Linked DNA regions of Mus musculus: region 1 is linked to region 2. A link is a contact called in public HiChIP or PLAC-seq data. All regions are on one chromosome and are shown on one strand. The core of a region is the stretch at or near the end of the contact, and the rest is flanking DNA. Distances in the headings are between cores, read along the strand shown. Region 1 overlaps Fbxl20 (F-box and leucine-rich repeat protein 20). Region 2 overlaps Lasp1 (LIM and SH3 protein 1).

Evidence for each region. HiChIP or PLAC-seq counts read pairs in DNA pulled down with a chosen protein or histone mark.
Region 1: a contact with region 2 is called in an H3K27ac HiChIP or PLAC-seq map of double positive thymocytes, with 3 times the contacts expected there. The contact joins two enhancer-like sites. A contact is called at or near these places in 3 of 115 datasets of contacts at active chromatin or transcription factors (double positive thymocytes, large pre-B cells and pancreatic cancer cells) and 2 of 9 other capture datasets (liver and pancreatic islet).

The regions. Positions count from the first base shown.
Region 1 is chr11:98,082,459-98,085,342 of GRCm38.p6, forward strand. It overlaps Fbxl20 (F-box and leucine-rich repeat protein 20), which reads right to left. Exons shown (of 15, transcript NM_028149.1): 15 at 96-2,884. Among named protein-coding and RNA genes, the nearest start is that of Stac2, 30 kb to the left of the region's middle. Within about 2 kb of position 1,278, at least 7 of the 459 cell types and tissues checked have an H3K27ac peak or open chromatin away from gene starts, as enhancers often do. A contact at or near this core is called in double positive thymocytes, where this site is marked.
Region 2 is chr11:97,824,087-97,826,786 of GRCm38.p6, forward strand. Lasp1 (LIM and SH3 protein 1) reads left to right here. Exons shown (of 7, transcript NM_010688.5): 4 at 756-863. Among named protein-coding and RNA genes, the nearest start is that of B230217C12Rik, 16 kb to the right of the region's middle. Within about 2 kb of position 1,280, at least 119 of the 459 cell types and tissues checked have an H3K27ac peak or open chromatin away from gene starts, as enhancers often do. A contact at or near this core is called in double positive thymocytes, where this site is marked.

The sequences.
Region 1 (2,884 bases), core at 28-2,527, 260 kb after region 2:
AAAAGTCCCTTCAGTCCCAAGAGCCTTTGCAGTTCTAAGACCCATATTTAGGAATCATAGCTCATCAGGCTGTTTCCACAGGGAAATGAAAAGTCTTCACAGCTGATTTCCTTTAATTACATCATAAAACAAAATTAGAACATACAGGAACAATAATAGTTACATAACAATTTACTTTATATATTTATATATATAAAAACATATCTTTAGTCCAAAGATTTTTAAAGCAAAAAGAATCGTCTACTGCCTCCTTGGATTTTATTTATTGAAAACAATCCTCACCCCCACATCCTCAGATGCTGGAAGTACGAGGTGTACATACAGTCACTTAGCTAGTGAAAGGTGGCGTGAAGTCCCCACTGGGGAACAGTTCAGGGCCTGGGGAGTGGCCAAGTGTTGGCACAGGCCTGGTGAGAAAACAAGCAAGCAGCAGCCCCCATACAGCGAAGTCCAGGTCAGGCCCAGCAGCTAGGCACAGGGATCACACCGTGACTGCCCTGCTACCCCTCAGGGAGTCAGCGGAGTGGGGGTGCAGGACTGGAGACTGAGTTCTGCAGACAGCACCAGGTACCCATCCATCTGTCCCTGAGCGGCCTGACCGGAAGGGGGTGGTCCTCACAGTGCTCTGAGCTCTGCACAGGCCACATGGGATACTCAGGTCTGTGCCCTCAGGGTCACTGGAAGGTGGGCAAGGCTAAGCTGAACACCAGGAAACAGTAACCGCAAAGAGTTCCTGGGAGGAAGAACAGAGGTGGCCAGAGTGGATAAAACCAACGGAAAAGTGACCTCGAGCCTCTCCCAGATTCCCCTCGGGGTTGTCCTGGTTCTTGGGGTCAGTTCTGGGGTTACAGCAGGGAGGAAGAGCTGGCTGGCCTAAAGATTTTGGGACGTGCCAACAGGATCTAGGTGTCAGTGTGTCAGGTAGGAGTGTGGCAGGGATGGGTCACAGGAATCGGGCTCAGCACTTGTTAGAGATTAACAGTCGTCAGAAATATGTAAGAAAAGATCCTTACAAGGAGCAAGCCTTCCTATGGACACCCAGATGGCGACAGACAGCAAGGCCCTTCTCACTGCTGCAGAGCCAGGGCACTCCTGTCTAACTAATGAGCCACGCCACGCAGTCATTTAGAGGTCCCTGGTCTCCAGGGCTATAAACAGTGAGTGGTTGAATGTTTTGTGGAGCTGAGAGGAAAATGTTAGGGTACAGGAAGAAACATATGTAAGCAGCAAACCAGGGCAGATTGGAGATAACACGACAAACGGAGCAAAAGGATGTAACTTCAAAGATCTCCTGGGACCTGGCAGAGGACACCTGTCTATCACCACCCCTTCCAAGGGGGAGGACTGTTGTCCACTGTCCACACTCCTGTCTTGGTACTAATGCTGTCCCCAGAAGTAAGGAAGCCCTTCTTGCCACCAAAGGGCATGGAGTTGATACCATGAAAAAAACGAAGTAAATGTGTCCCATGGAAAGGAAGTCTTATGAGCACAGGACAGATGCGCTTCCTGAGGCAAAGCATCTCCTCACGAGCCTTGCCTGCCCATGCCATACAGTGGAAAGCGACACTAGGTTTCTGCCTGCTCATGGTTCTTGTTCTACGAGCCACTCTGGCTGAGAAGTACTGACATCTTTGTAAACTTGACTCCACAAAGCCTTAGATCAAACACTCCTGTGGCAGAGACCAAAGACCTGCAGGAGGATGTTCTCCTCGAACCTTCCACGCATGGTTTGTGTAACAAAAGCTTTTCCCTCTCAAATAACTTTCTTAAACTCCCATTCAAGGGAGAGGATGCTAAATAACTGAGAGTTTTCCAGAGATGCAGAAACGATGTGCAGAGAAATCAGAGCGCACAACACTGTGAACCAGGCTCCAATGGGAAACCCCAGAAGCTCTGTCTCCTGTCTCCTGTGGTTTCCAGCAGGTAAAAAGAATAAGGCAGGGTTACAGCAGCCAGTGCTTAAATAGCATATATATATATTTAATTTTTTTTCTTGCTGGAGAATGAAGATGTAGAGTCAGGTCTTTTGGATATTGTATTTACAGCCAGATTTTATTCTCAAATCAGCAGGGCTAATCATGCCCTATTGATAGATAACACTGCTTTCTGCATCTTCTGATGCAGACTTAAGACAAAAATAAATGTGAGCAGGTTTGTGACTCCTACTTCCCCTCATCCCTCTAACTTAAGACTTGTTTGTCTTCAAGTCTTCAAGAAGGCTGGGCTTATCCTCTGGTCTGTCAGCAGAAACCACAGCACAGAAACCCACCTGTACAACTCAGAGAAGGTTCAGGGCTCATTCCTTGTCTACCCTCTCACTTATGACTCCATGAGCTGCCTGACTTTAGAGCCATCAGCCTTGGATTTTACATAATCCTTTCTATTAACGCACATGGATCCCATGGTACATCCGTGGAAGTCACAACAATTCCCAGCCGGCATTACCGCTCCTTCACCATCACAAACAGGTTGTCAGACTTGGCCTGCAAACAGTGCTTACCTGCCGAGCCATCTCAACAGTCCAAGGTCAGTCATGATCTATGAGGCCTTCCAAGTCTCAATGCCCACGGACAGGCAGGGAGTCTCTCTCTTCTTTTCAGTGACAACTCTCCTACGCCCTAACAATGCCAAGTCAAGGCATGTTTTCAAACACATTTTAGAAGACAACTGAAAATATCAAATAGACTTCAAATAGTCTACACAGCTACAAATAGTCCAGACTGGACGTCAGTGGCCCACAGCTACAACAAACATTCCAAACGGTACAGAACACCCCAAACAAAGCATGGTAAGTCACTCAACAACATTCCCTGGGAAACGCTTAAAACACCATCTCGGACTTACATGCCTGCTACCTACCTAGTAGACACAGAAATCTCACTGG
Region 2 (2,700 bases), core at 30-2,529:
AAACTTTATTTTGGCTCCCTCAGAGACTCTAAGAGGGCTTCAGACCTTCTAGAGCTGGAGTTACAGATGACTGTGAGTTGCCTCATGGCGCTAGGGATTGGACCTGCGTTACGTGTCACAGAGAGGTGGGCAGTCTGGTGTCTGTTTTGAATGTCCAGTTTGTTCATATGCCCCACTTTAAGAAGAAGGAAAGAAACGTGAACGAAACTAACAATCTAGCTCCAAGCCAATGCCGCAGCTATCTAGAGACAGTTCACTCCCAGACAGTGAGTGGGTAGAGTTGGCACGAGCAGATTGTAAGTCCTATGCAAACCCAGTTGGTGCACAGCAAGCCATCACGTCCATGTTCACTACCACTGCTCGCACCACCATGCCCAGCTAATGCTCTCTTTGGGTGTATTTGGATGTCAGGATTTTGAGCCGAAGTGACTCCATCTTTGTTTCCTTTCTTTTGTGTTCTACGTAATTATTGCAGGTCCTCTGGAAGAGCAGCTAGTATTTGTAACCATTGAGCCATCTTTCCCCTCATAAGATACTGCTTCTTTATAGGCATTCAACGTGTGGCCTCCCTTTAGAGCCCTCTGGATATGACTTAATGGGGCTATTATTGCTCTGACACCTTCTGTCTTAGGCTTCTGCATTGTGTGTACGTGTGGGTGTATGGGGGGCTTGTTTCTGACCAGGGGCCTCAGGCCGGGCAAGCTCATCTTCATGTCCACCTGAACCCAAGCTCTCCTTTTCCTCTTGGCCTCCAGGTGCGCTACAAGGAGGAATTTGAGAAGAATAAGGGCAAAGGTTTCAGCGTGGTGGCAGACACGCCTGAGCTGCAGAGAATCAAGAAGACCCAGGACCAGATCAGCAATGTGAGACCCTGCCCTGATGCCCAGGCTACCCTCTGCCCTCCCTTCTCATCCTCTCCCTGACAACCTCAGCAAAGGCCCACGCCGCAGTGGTCAGATCAGAGGCAAGGGGGAGGGAGTTGAGGTACCCGGGAGCCTTTTCTTTGTTCTCCCTCTTTGGTGGGCACTCTGCCCAAATGGCATTTCCTCCTTAAAGAGACTGCTCTTTTAGAGGCAGACAGATAGACACACAAACACATACAGAGTGTCTAAGTCACCTTCCATTCTCTGGAGCAGACCCCGTTCCCTGGTCATGGTGGGGATGGGGTCGGAGTGCAGATTAGATGCTTGTTTTTAGCACCAGGGTCAAAGCTGGGGTTGGGGGTTGAGCCTCCTGTCTGCCTCTGGGTGCTAACACAGCAGTCATTTCCGCCCTCCCTCGACTGCCTCCCACCTCAGTTTGTTCTTCCTTCCTGTGTGAAAACCCAGCTGGCTTTGCCCACAGGCCCTACACCCCCTCCAGGCCCTTTCAGGCCCAGTCAGGGACTGGTCATTGGTGTCTGGTTGTGAGACATAGGCGTGGAGAGTGGGTGGCGGAGTGACTGTCTCTATATGGTTCTGTAGAGCAGCTGGGGTTAGGGATCATCGCTCAGTTCCACCCTTACATAGCCGCAGACCAGCAGCTTGTATGGCTCCGGGTTTGCAGGGGCCGGGTTGGGAGTATGTGGGTAGGTGCTGCTGGGCGTGACGTCACAGAACATGGGCACAAGCCTGAATGCCGAGTTATAGAACATGCCCCGTCATTGGCAACAGACTCCTTATAAATGAAGGATGAAGCAGGCCGATACGATACCCTCGTGTCTATCACAGGAAAGGGTCTACCAGTTTGCCTGTGTCATTCTGGGCTGAGGGACTAAGGATGGGGAAGACAGGATCCAGATTCAGGTGGCTCGCCTTGCACACACCCTCCAGGATCATCTCTCCCCATTCTGTCGCTGGACAAGTCTCATAGCTCACTGGTCTGCGCCGCCCCCCCCCCCCCCAAACACCCGGCACAGAAGCACCCTCTTGCAGGGTGGTTAACGCTCTGATTCTGCCCTCTGTCTTGTTTAGTGGCACACACCTGTAACTCCCAACATTTGGGAGGCTGAGGCAGGAGAGTCATGGATTCAAAGCCACTTGAGGCTGAGGCACGATCAAGAGGTTGAAGCCGTCCTGGGCTTTATAATAAAACACACGCATGCGCACACACACCCTCTTTCCCATGCACACGAAACAAAGAAAACTTCTTAAAGGAGGGAGGGCTGAAGTTTAGTGATAGAGCGTGCACAGGGCCCAGAGTCCCCTCCCTCGCACTACAAAGAGGAAGCATAAGTGACTGCTTTTTGGGGGGGTGGGGGTGGAGGGGGGACTTGGAAAGTTCATTCAGTATTTTCTCTTGTTTCATTAAAAATGCTGGGGGCAGTCCAACCAAGTGGGCTTTGCAACCCAGTTGTTGGGCTGAAGTTTAAAATGAACAGCCTGTTGAATGACTTCTCCTGAGCTGGAGGGCCTGCCTCAGAAGGCTGCAAACCCTTCTTGGCCCCCCAGGAAAGCCTGCTGCAGTTTGCCCTCTTCCAGTCTGGGCCTGGCTCACACCCTGGCGTTTCCTTTCTGCCTCAGATCACACAAAGGGTAAAAGGGTGTGCCCGGAGCGCCTCAGATCGAAAGAGGGGAAGTGGTGTGGTCTTGGGTGATTGGGAAACTGGGATGGCTCACAAAGGTGGAATCATGTGGCTTTGTGTCTTGAGACGCTTCCGGTCAACCTTTGGGACATTTCATTCATTGATTTACCGGGTTAGTTTGGAAGAGAGAAGTAGCC